Regions from separate parts of the Mus musculus genome. Here all the other regions are linked to region 1. A link is a contact called in public Hi-C and HiChIP or PLAC-seq data. All regions are on one chromosome and are shown on one strand. The core of a region is the stretch at or near the end of the contact, and the rest is flanking DNA. Distances in the headings are between cores, read along the strand shown.

Region 1 (3,500 bases), core at 724-3,223:
TTATAAAAATGGTCACTGTCAAATATTTCCAGGGAGGTAACTGAAATGTTCTTGGTATTGAACTGTTAATATGATGAAGTTTTTGGACAAAAGTCTTAATGATCTATAAGGCTCTAATCCAGGTTCTGCCTCCCCCCCCCCTTCAGTTCTTTGTAACTCAAATCAACATATGCACTCTCCATCCTCTCTAGGCCCACTCCTGAACCCAGATGATTTTGATTTGGTGATTCACCCATATGCCTGGGCAGATCCTACACCCAGCCTTGACATGGCCTGTGAAATCCTGTTCTCAGAGTTGACTCAAATCTTTCCTTTCCCATGAGGTGGGTGTAACTATGAATTAAACTTAAATGTAACACACACACACACACACACACCCCGAGGGATTATTTTCACTCATTTAATTCATACATATTGTATTGTGTTGGTATTTGAAATACGGACTGTTATCCCTAACTTCTTTGCTTCTCTATGTCTGTGCCTGATTATATTTTACTACATATCTTATCCTTAAATGACATTTCTTATCAAAATCCAGATAAACAGCAAAATCATTATCAGTGTTTTATCAGTGTTTTAAACCCATTTCCTTCTGCTTAGTCCAAGACCTTAAGGCATTTTACTTGGGGAGTTTTCTTTATTAAACAAATGCTTTTTTTTTTTAAACAAATGCTTTATACCTTATTTTTTTCATTTACTGTAAAAGCTTTAAAGTTATGCCAAAACACATTGTGATATTCCCAAAAATCTTGTCAATCCTCTTACTCTAAGCTTCCTACTTACTCTAGTGTTTTTGACATATATAATCCTTTTTCAAGAGTTGATCAGTTCCGAGGAACAGCTCTGCAAAACTGTGTGCAGTTCTAAACCAAAATCTGCTACTGTATGTTTTATAATCCTCCTACCGTTTTCCTCTCTCAAATGTGTTGTGTGTTATCATGAGACAGACAAGCAGAACAGAACTGCTTTATAAAAAGGCTTTAGAGAATGACAGCAAGCAGTTTCTCGGTCAGTTATTAAGTCAAATCATAAAAGTCATTACTACGTAGCCAAAAAAAGGAAAGTGGATTATTTTCCAATGAATAGAGGTGAAATCTGTTAATTAAATCTGTCCTGTCAAAGGTTTGTTAAGCAAACTGCCTAAAGTTGACACACGCACCTTCAGCAGGTGTTTCCAAACTGTCAGTAGCTAACTCCCACAGTAAGAAATTTACTGATGAACCATAAGCAAGCATCTGCTTCAAAGAATCAAATGTTGTTTTGTTGGTTTTTGTTATTGTTGTTTTGGTTTGAGATAGGGCTCCTCTGTGTAGTATTGGCTGTCCTGGACCTTGTGACCAAGCTGGTCTTGAACTCACAGAGATGCACCTGCCTCTGCCTTCCGAGTGCTGAGGTTAAAGGCGTGTACCACCACCGCCAGAGAATCAAATGTTGTTAAAGGGAACTTTCAAGAACATATATGAGACTCCATGAATGGGAGACCAAAGTTAGTTTAGGAACTGCGTGTAAAAGGAATCTACTCTCAAAAAATTTCTCCCAGGGCCTCGGTAGCATGCTTTTTGCTGCAAACCTAATATAAGCACAGGTTGGCCGAACCAATTAGGCCTTACTTTTCCAGCAGCTAGCTTAAGATTTTTGTTTCCTTCGTCGCTGTACAAGGTCATTAAAATAATTTTTATTTTTGCCGGGCGCAAAGAAAACTGGCCAACAGCAAAGACCTGCTTTAACTCGAGTTCAAGTTAAACCCCAATTAGTTACACGGTGTTGCGCAGGCGCTGCATTTGCCAACTCTGACGCTCCGCAAACCTCTTCAAGGAACCCTTTGCGCCTGCTCCGTGGCCAATAGGTGGCTGGTCCAGAGACAAGGAAGTGGTCAGCGCGCCTGCGCCGCCCCTTCTGTGGGTGGGGGGCGGCTCCGGCGGGTTGCGCAGGCGCACACGTACCTTTTTGACCGTAAACATCCTGCCGATTTGAACCGAGGATTTGGGCGGCCGGAAGAGCCGCGCCGTAACGGCCGCCATCTTGTTTGTTTGAGTGAATCGGAAAAGGAGGCGGCGGCCGTGGCGGTGGCGGGAGCAGCTCCGAGGCTACACCGCACAAGGGCTCCCCCTCTCCCCGCCCCCTCCCCTGACCCTTCCCCCCCTCCCCGGGCCACCCACCCCTCCCGGCTCCCCGCCGAGATCCAGGTAAGCGATCGGGCCGACCCCTCCTCGGGCTCTGGCTCCCTCCCCGGTGCTCTGCCCCGCCGGGTTGCTCCCGGGGCGCGGGCTCCGCGGCCCGCAGTTGCGGTGCGAGGCGGCCGGCGTTGCGGCCCCCGAGTGCTGCCAGCTCCCGGGCAGCGCCCGGCGACCCCGCGCTCTCCGGGCCCCCTACGTCCCGGGGCCGCCCTCGCCTGGGGGGGTTCCTCGCTGCCCCGGGGCCGTGCACCGCGCCTGCTGACTTCCTAATGGTTCCGCCGCAGTCCAGGGCCCACAAAAGCGACCCTCGGCCGCGCGGAGGTGGGACAGCGGGATCCCGGGGCTGACGGGGAGAGAAGGGGAGGTTTGAACGAGCCCGCTCTCGGAGCTGGCCGCCCCCTCGGGGGGGAAGATGGCTGTCTGCAAAGACGCGGGACTCAGGGCGGGAGCCGTCAGGGAGACTCCTGGGCGGGCGGGCGCGGTGCATCGGGTGTGGAGTCCGGGGTCCGGGTCGCGCCAGGCGTGTGCTGGCCGCAGGGATCGTGGACTCACTCGCCTGTTCTTCTGTCTCCCTCAACCGGATTTCTCTATAATGTATATATTTGTGTGTTGGGCATCTCAGAAATTGGACCGGCTGTTTTAAAACACGATCGAATAACATTGCTTCCAAGAACATGAGTGTAGCTGGTATTCCCCTTAACTTTTCTAAACTTTTTTTTTTTTTTTAATTTCTTTAATGGCTAAGGATCGAGTGTTGTAGAGACGTTCCGAGGCTGGGTGCCTTTTTCGTGGCACAGAAAGGCTTTGAGTAGGCTCTGCCAGGATAGTGTAAGGTGACACTGTCGAGGTGTTCAACTAGACCAAGCGGCCTTCTTCAAATTTAAGAGGGAAACGCTGTGGACGTTTTCTTCGTGCTCTCTGATTTGTTAAGCTGTCTTCAGCGTTCCAAAACGCGTTGGTGTTTGAATGGCTTATGGAAGTGGCTTCTGTACTTCGGCTTCTCTTTACAAAGGAAAGTTAATATTTGCTCTCCTTAAACTGTATTGGAAGAGCTTCGGCGTCGTCCCGTCCCGTGCCCACCACCCCCACCAAGGGTGCAAAATCCTATTAAAAATCAAATGCCAGTGAACTGAAAGGCTGCAGGGTTTTGGAACAGACTGAAGTCGCTTTCTTAAATTGTAAATACCTTTAAGGTTGGAGGCAACTTTCTTTAAGAAGGTATTGGTGAAGGTGTGTGCCTTGTCCAGTGTTTGAATTATCTTAGAGTTTGTATAACCAAAGTTACAGAGTTGTTTAAGGAGTGGACACGGTGCTTTTTGTATT
Region 2 (3,500 bases), core at 368-2,867, 160 kb before region 1:
CTAGGACACTTTTGTCTACTATATAAGAAAGAAAGGGGGGGAATAAAAGGGCATAGCTTTATAATCTACCCCTTCCTGAACTTAAATGCCATGCTATTGTCAAAAAAAATGTGTCTTCTCTCATAAGAGGAGTTTAAAAGCATGAGAAATAAAACTCAATGTAAGATATAAAACATCTAATTCTATCTATAGATCACTGGGTCTAGTGCACAGTAGGTGTGCATAACTATCTCAATAATAAAAAATACAAATCTTCATGAATTCTTTGAGTTCTAGGTCAGAGGCCATATTCTTTTCCCATTCATTTCTACTACAGGTCTGCCATGTCTCTCCCATGTTTGCACTCAATGTGTGATACCTCATTCAAGGCTGCCCTCACATATAACTCCATCAACAACCCGCTGAAGTGTCCTCAAAGCAAGGAAGGATTTCTGGTGCTTTCTCAGAGATACATCCTTTGGAACCACCAAGACAAAAGGTTAGATAAACACCTCTGAAGTGGGCACTGTCTTTATGCCCTGTTATCTTTGTAAGGTCATCTTCCTGGCTTCCTGATCACAGTGAAAAACACAGGAAGCACAGAAACAAGCAAACAATCAAAAACCCTAAGGTCAGTTTGACCAGAGTTGCCAAAAGAGCAGCACACCGAGTAATCCCAGGGGTGACTGATGAGAGAACCACGCCACTCCATCTCTTTCTAGCGCAATTTTACTATCTATTGGAATTTTTAACTCAAACCCCTTTTAATGCATCTATGAATACTTCAAATATTTTTTTCTCTGAGCACCCATGTGTACAGTGATCTATGGACAAAGATGTTCATTTCAGCGTTGTTTGTAGTAAAATATTGAAAGCAAATGTGCCTTGGGGCAGGGATAGTGTGTCCCAGAAGCTTCAACCAATAAGATTATGCAAAAGGAGGAGGACGAGGAGGAGGAGGAGGAGGAAGAGGAGGAAGAGGAGGATGAGGAGGAGGAAGAGGAGGAAGAGGACAACAGGCTGGCTGGCAAGATGTCCCAGTGGGTAAAGGTACTTGCCACAAATCCTGAAGACCTTAGTCCCATCCCCAGGCCCCCACATAGAGGAAGGACAGAACCAATTCCTGAAACCTGTCCTCTGACCCTCACAGGTCACAAGCTTTCCTCATGGCACAATGTCTCCCTCCCACAGGCCTCCAGCCCCCGCAAATACATAAATAATATATAGAGGGAAATCACTTCCAAGACTACTGCAAGCTACACTGATATGAAATCAAGTCTTAAAGGAATGGGCATCATTGATGGATTCAAAGATAACACACACACACACACACACACACACACACACACACACACACACACACACAGAGGCATCATACAAGAATATAATATGCCAGAATCTGTTGGTTCTGGGGAAGGAAAATTTAGGTACTAAAATAAAGCCTTGTGCAAACTTCCCTGGATCATTTGCATCCTTTTTACTATGTATGCATATTAGTTTTGAAAAAAAAAAGGCTTTATGAAATTAACGTTTAGAGAATAGACTTTGTATCTTTGGGTGGCTGAAAGGTGCCATATTGGGCTGAAAAGCTCCAGAAACACTCACTCCATCCTCTGCTTCCCAGGACTCTGCCTCTGGGTGGCAGTCTAGCTCTTCCGCTGTGTCACCCCAGTCAATGCTCAGCTGGGATTTCCTCTGGAGGTCTCCAACTTCACCTTTCCCACTCTACAATGAACTCCCATTATTAAGGAGCAATTTCCTCCGAAGGAACGTTAGGTCTGTTCTATTTAATCCACTTGATCTTTATCTTTTCCGGATTTCTCTTTCTTTTACACTCTCTCCAAAGCAATTTTGTCTAAGTTACCTAAGTGGTGTTTTCCCCTTACTAGCTGGATGCGTGGTCAGTGTCCAGAGTCGCCCTATGGTGAAGCAATCACATTTAGATGCCTTCATACATGAGCCTTGTTTTCTCATTATTTTGAGTGATATTCTCATCTTATTCCTTTCTTGGGCCCTGAACTTACAGTTCTACATTCTTTCCTATCCAAACTACGGTGGGAATTTTTTTTCTCCATAGAACACTTTCCATCCAAGAAATTGTTCGTGGAATCCCTAAGGAGTCCAGGCTGGCTTCACTGGCTCAGAAATTGATGGATGGATTTTGGATGGAATGGACCAACTCATCGGCTCAGTCTTACCACCCACTGCTCACTTGCCCTGCTACTCTCTCGAGTCTCCCTCCAACCTATTTTAGTCTCACTACAGAGTGCCTAAGGCTATGCAGTTACCCTGAAAATACCTAGGATAGACTGAGGAAAGCTATTAGCAAGGGGCTCTTCAGCTCAAGTCAATATTTGCAGAGACAACAGTGTTATGGTGAGATGGGAATGCTCTGCCCTGGGCTTCAGCTCTCCTCTCAACTGCTGGGAATACTTAAACCATGCTCTGCAGCAGCCTTCCAGAAAAACCAGATCACATTGGTTAAAAGGCAGAGAAACAGATTTCTGTCCTTCAAAACATTATTACATTTTTTAAACAAGTGGGAGTATGATAGATACTTTAATTTTTATGGCACCAAGAAAAAATGTTATAAAAATTTATGCCAATAAAGCTCGTTTTTTAACATGAAAAAAATTAAATAATACATTAGAAAATTTTGTTATTCTCAATCTATGCTCTCTCATTTCCTTCCTTCTTCTCCCTCTCTTTTCTCTCTCTGGACACAGGCAGGACTAAGATAGTCATAGAGCCCTATTCCTTTGATGTACAGTGTCAGTCTGAGGTAGAAATTTATCCCACATAGGCACATATTCCAGCTTTGCTACAAACTCATCAGTGCTATGTAACCAACTGAGCCTGAGTTTCTCTCTGGTGGCCCTCACCTAAAATCCATGAGCATCACTGTGGAGCAGGCACAAACATGGGATCTGCAACTAGACGCTATGAGTTCAGATCCAAGATCTTCTAGATGTGCGAGATGAGTTTCCCATTGGTGGTACAGAAAATACAAGTACCTTCTTAGTACCATATAAGTCACGTTTAAAATCTCAACTCATAAGAGCAGTATTTACAAAAATTTAAGGTATACCAAAAACAGGTTAAAGAGAAATGTCGAGCATGCCAGTGACTGGTGTCTCCATCTCAAGTCCTCCTACCCTCTGTGATGCATATTTTTATTACTGTTCACACGCATGCCTTGCTTTCATGCCTTTACATACCTAAACAAATAAAATTGCAGTCTTAAATAGGAGACTTTGGTAGAGCTACTTTAAACCCAGCTAAGTTCGTTTTCCCTCTCTGTAAATTAAGGGCATCTTTGTCAATCATCCTTTGTTTCCAGACAGAAACACTGTTTCAAGAGCGTGAGGAACAACTAGCTTGTGAGCTGGCAGTGGGGCGGCTGGCCTTGGCCCCATCTTAATCGCAGCAGTACTAGAAGAACTCAGAAGTTCTTTTCAACAATGGGACCAATATGCCCTGTTTTGATGCCTGTATCTTAGAAAGTTACAAATGTTCTATCA
Region 3 (3,500 bases), core at 407-2,906, 150 kb before region 1:
TATATGGAACTTAATTATAACTGAAGCCCACAAATGTCAGCCAGGAGATTACAATCAGCAAGATTCACTGAGTGAGCACTTCGTGCTCTGCTGTGAGGGTACACACTTCTCATATCTCCCATCACCTGCATCTCCCTCCTGCCCTGCCTTCATAACTCGGAAGCGCAACTCCAGTGCTATGAGCTGAAGTGCGCCATAGTCCTGAGGAGATGAGGAATACAGTCTAACGAGCTCTTTCATAGAAACAGGCAACTGCAGATGGCCAGGTGTTCTCTCTGTAGTCTCAATTCTGAGGCCATTCTTCCATTGTCTCTTCCCAAGAAGAGCGTCCCTCGGGTTGGCAGCACAGAAGCATCTACCACTGAAATAAGATTAGCTGCAAAGACACCAGAAGGTCAGGCAGATGTAGAGTGGTACTACTGCCATATTAGAAGTAATCATAAGAGTTGGGGGCTCCTCAGGAAAAAGCAGATTATGTGCCTAGGGATACAACACCAGCCAACCCTGTATCATAGAAAAGCATGGGCCAGAGGAATGTTAATGGAACCAGATATTTGGGCTTCTGCTGCCTGTTCTTTGGCTGGCTGGAGAAGAGGAGCAGTTCATTCATTCATTCATTCATTCATTCACTCAAAACACATTTTGTAACATGTTTAGCTCTGCAAAAAAAAAATCATCTACCCAATATGTAGACAGGAAACATTAATCATTTGACAAACTCATTAATAAAAGTCTGTGTTCATAATTCTAAGAATAACTTTGAAAATGCTAATTACTAGAACCAGTTTGGAAGGCACACAATGTGCACAAATCCTGAGAAAAGTTTTAGAGTTTTTTTATTTTTTGGTTTGGTTGGGTTTGGTTTTTTTTTTTTTAAAGGTTAATTTTGTTTAACCCAACCATGTCCCCAGCTAATTGGCTAATGAACCCCTTTCTCCTTTTAAACGAAGCCTGATAAAAACCTGTGTAACTAGAGTCTCAAAAGCACACTGCAGTAAAAGCCACAACCCTGTAGCTTATTGTTCCTAAGATCGCATTTTAAACTATGAATTTCCGGTCTTTATAGTTTTTCTGACAAATTCCTTTCCTAAGAATTAAAATTGCTATTAATTTCTGTGTGCTTCCCAGAATGGTAACGTTCTTAAGTCCCTGTAACTGCACATTAGTGTAGTAGTAACACACATAGGCACATATGTATGTATGTATGTATGATGAATGAATGTATATATGTGTATGTTATACTCAGTCATTAATGAGAAGTTGTCAAATTTCAAGAAGCTCCATAATAATGTATGATGTGACATTTTGCTCCTATCCATGCAATTATTTTATATTACCCTAATTTTATGATTTGCAATTTCATGAAGTATTTATTACTTAGCATATATTATTCTTTGTTGTATATCACTATATTCACTTTTTACTGGAGGACATAGACTACCAAAATGATCTTGTTTTATTTATAGGGAAGTATAGGACTAATTTATGAGACATTTAGAAAATATTTCTGCTCCCCAATAGTTAGAAGCTAAGTTACAGAAATTAGCTCTAAATAAGCTCTTTTCAGTTCACCAGAACCCTTCCTCCTAGGACTGCCCTCTTGCACAAAGACGACTAACAATTGTCTTCAATCACCTTGTACGTGGTACTAGTCTTACTGCCTGGCCTTTGTAAGTGACTGAAACCTTAGCCTGCTGGACAAAACCTGAAAGTGTGTGTGTGCCCACATCTCAAGCAGCTGGACCCACTTCCTGGGCCTTATCTGCTGTGTTCTGCCCAGCTGTGTCCTTAACATTTCAACCATACTAACTGCAGTTCTTCAAGCGAGTCTTCTCACTCAGTATCTTAGTTTATGGTGCTCTCTGTGTCTAAAATAGTCTTCTAACACTTTATCCCAGCAAACAACTGTACATACTTCATCATGTTTTTTAATCTTTTAGTTAACGGAACACACTTTGTACCAGCTCCCTGTGCAGAATGATAAGATTATTGTTATGTCTAATTTTGGTCCCAAGCTCATGGAAGAGAAAAAAAATGAAATACAAACAGTAAACAGATAGTGCAACCACCCTGTGATCATTAACATTGGTATTCAACTTGTCCGTATCTGAAGTCACCTAAAAGACAAGCCTATGGGCACACTTGTGAGGGACTTTCAAGATAGAATCAATCTCTGGACATGCCATGAGTTATTGTCTTGAGTAGGTCAACTGAGCTTGGGAGACCCCCTCTGAATGTAGGCAACACCATTCCTGTGGCCCGGATCCCCAGCTGAATAAAAAGGAGAAATGATCTTCATCTGTCGCTCTTCTTTACTATGAATACAGGGTGAGCAGCTGTCCTGAGTTCCTGCTGCTCCTGACTTAACTATCATGATAGAGCATGACCTGGAATCGTGAGCCAAGCAAACACGTCCTTCCCTAAGCTCCTTCTTCAGGTTATTTTATTGGAGCAAGCAGGAAAGGAACAGAAATGCATCCTTTCATGCAAACATGTGCCTGAAGTCATCGAGGAATGAAAACAGCATTTAGTGTCCTCTTGTGATTAAATGTTGGCAGAAATCAGCAAAGAAAATGGGAAAGACATATACAACCACCAAACCCAGACACTAGTGCATATGCCAGCAAGATTTTGCTGACAGGACCCTGATATAGCTGTCTCTTGTGAGGCTATGCCAGTGCCTGGCAAACACAGAAGTGGATGTTCACAGTCATCTATTTGGGTGGAACACAGGGCCCCTAATGAAGGAGCTAGAGAAAGTACCCAAGGAGCTAAAGGGGTCTGCAACCCTATAGGAGGATCAACAATATGAACTAACCAGTACCCCCACCCCCAGAACTATGTCTCTAGTTGCATATGTAGCACAGGATGGCCTAGTAGGCCAGCAATGGGAGGAGAGGCCCTTGGTCTTTCGAAGATCATATGCCACAGTTCAGGGGAATGCCAGGGCCAGGAAATGGGAGTGGGTGGGTTGGGGAGGGTATAGGGGACTTTCGGATAGCATTTGAAATGTAAATGAAGGAAATATCTAATAAAAAATCTAAAATAAAAAAATTGGGAAAGAGGATCTGGACCCATACAGCTCCTTAAACAATGTGGGCTCCCTGCAAGAGAATAGAGCAGAGGATGGATACGGAATGTATTCAAAGCCAGTGGCTGCTTCATTTTCATATGAAATGAAAACAAAATTACTACCAGAAAAAAATATATATGTTAGTCTAAAAAATAAACCCATGGAACTTTGAGCATTAGTCCTTAAATAAATTAAGCAATTTTTTAATGTTTAAACTTCAATTATGCCAAGCACTATAATGAAGTCTAAAGACAGAAGGGGAAAAAAGCAAAAGAAAAAAGAAAAAATCAGATGGCTCCTGATCCTAGAGCCCGATAGCCTTCATGGAAAACGTGATCATCCAAATCAAGGGTTTGAATTTTTTCTTAAAGAGAGTCTAAATTTTTTAGTTTTAAAACAAAATCTAACAGGTAAGCACGTATATGGT

The links. Hi-C and Micro-C count contacts between places; a contact is called where the count stands out from the background. HiChIP or PLAC-seq counts read pairs in DNA pulled down with a chosen protein or histone mark.
Region 2: an H3K27ac HiChIP or PLAC-seq map of trophoblast stem cells shows a contact between it and region 1, with 4 times the contacts expected there. The contact joins the enhancer-like site here to the promoter of Rad21 in region 1. A contact is called at or near these places in 9 of 39 promoter capture datasets (the HPC-7 cell line, cranial neural crest, embryonic stem cells and 4 more), 20 of 484 Hi-C or Micro-C datasets (the G1E-ER4 cell line, the Patski cell line, Sertoli cells and 12 more), 17 of 115 datasets of contacts at active chromatin or transcription factors (the SCID.adh cell line, astrocytes, a beta-TC-6 cell line and 6 more) and 2 of 9 other capture datasets (embryonic stem cells and pancreatic islet).
Region 3: a Hi-C map of the G1E-ER4 cell line shows a contact between it and region 1, with 2.0 times the contacts expected there. The contact joins the enhancer-like site here to the promoter of Rad21 in region 1. A contact is called at or near these places in 3 of 39 promoter capture datasets (the HPC-7 cell line, cranial neural crest and liver), 1 of 15 datasets of contacts at CTCF or cohesin (the NIH/3T3 cell line), 7 of 484 Hi-C or Micro-C datasets (the G1E-ER4 cell line, the Patski cell line, embryonic heart and 4 more), 6 of 115 datasets of contacts at active chromatin or transcription factors (the SCID.adh cell line, embryonic stem cells, epiblast stem cells and 1 more) and 1 of 9 other capture datasets (pancreatic islet).

The regions. Positions count from the first base shown.
Region 1 is chr15:51,990,233-51,993,732 of GRCm38.p6, reverse strand. Rad21 (RAD21 cohesin complex component) reads left to right here and starts at 1,973. Exons shown (of 14, transcript NM_009009.4): 1 at 1,973-2,186. It overlaps Gm52217, which reads right to left and starts at 2,758. Exons shown (of 2, transcript XM_030248881.1): 1 at 1,944-2,758. The coding sequence starts at 2,664.
Region 2 is chr15:52,151,753-52,155,252 of GRCm38.p6, reverse strand. No RefSeq gene overlaps it. Among named protein-coding and RNA genes, the nearest start is that of Aard, 110 kb to the right of the region's middle. Within about 2 kb of position 1,617, at least 3 of the 459 cell types and tissues checked have an H3K27ac peak or open chromatin away from gene starts, as enhancers often do. A contact at or near this core is called in trophoblast stem cells, where this site is marked.
Region 3 is chr15:52,135,222-52,138,721 of GRCm38.p6, reverse strand. No RefSeq gene overlaps it. Among named protein-coding and RNA genes, the nearest start is that of Aard, 97 kb to the right of the region's middle. Within about 2 kb of position 1,656, at least 1 of the 459 cell types and tissues checked has an H3K27ac peak or open chromatin away from gene starts, as enhancers often do. A contact at or near this core is called in the G1E-ER4 cell line, where this site is marked.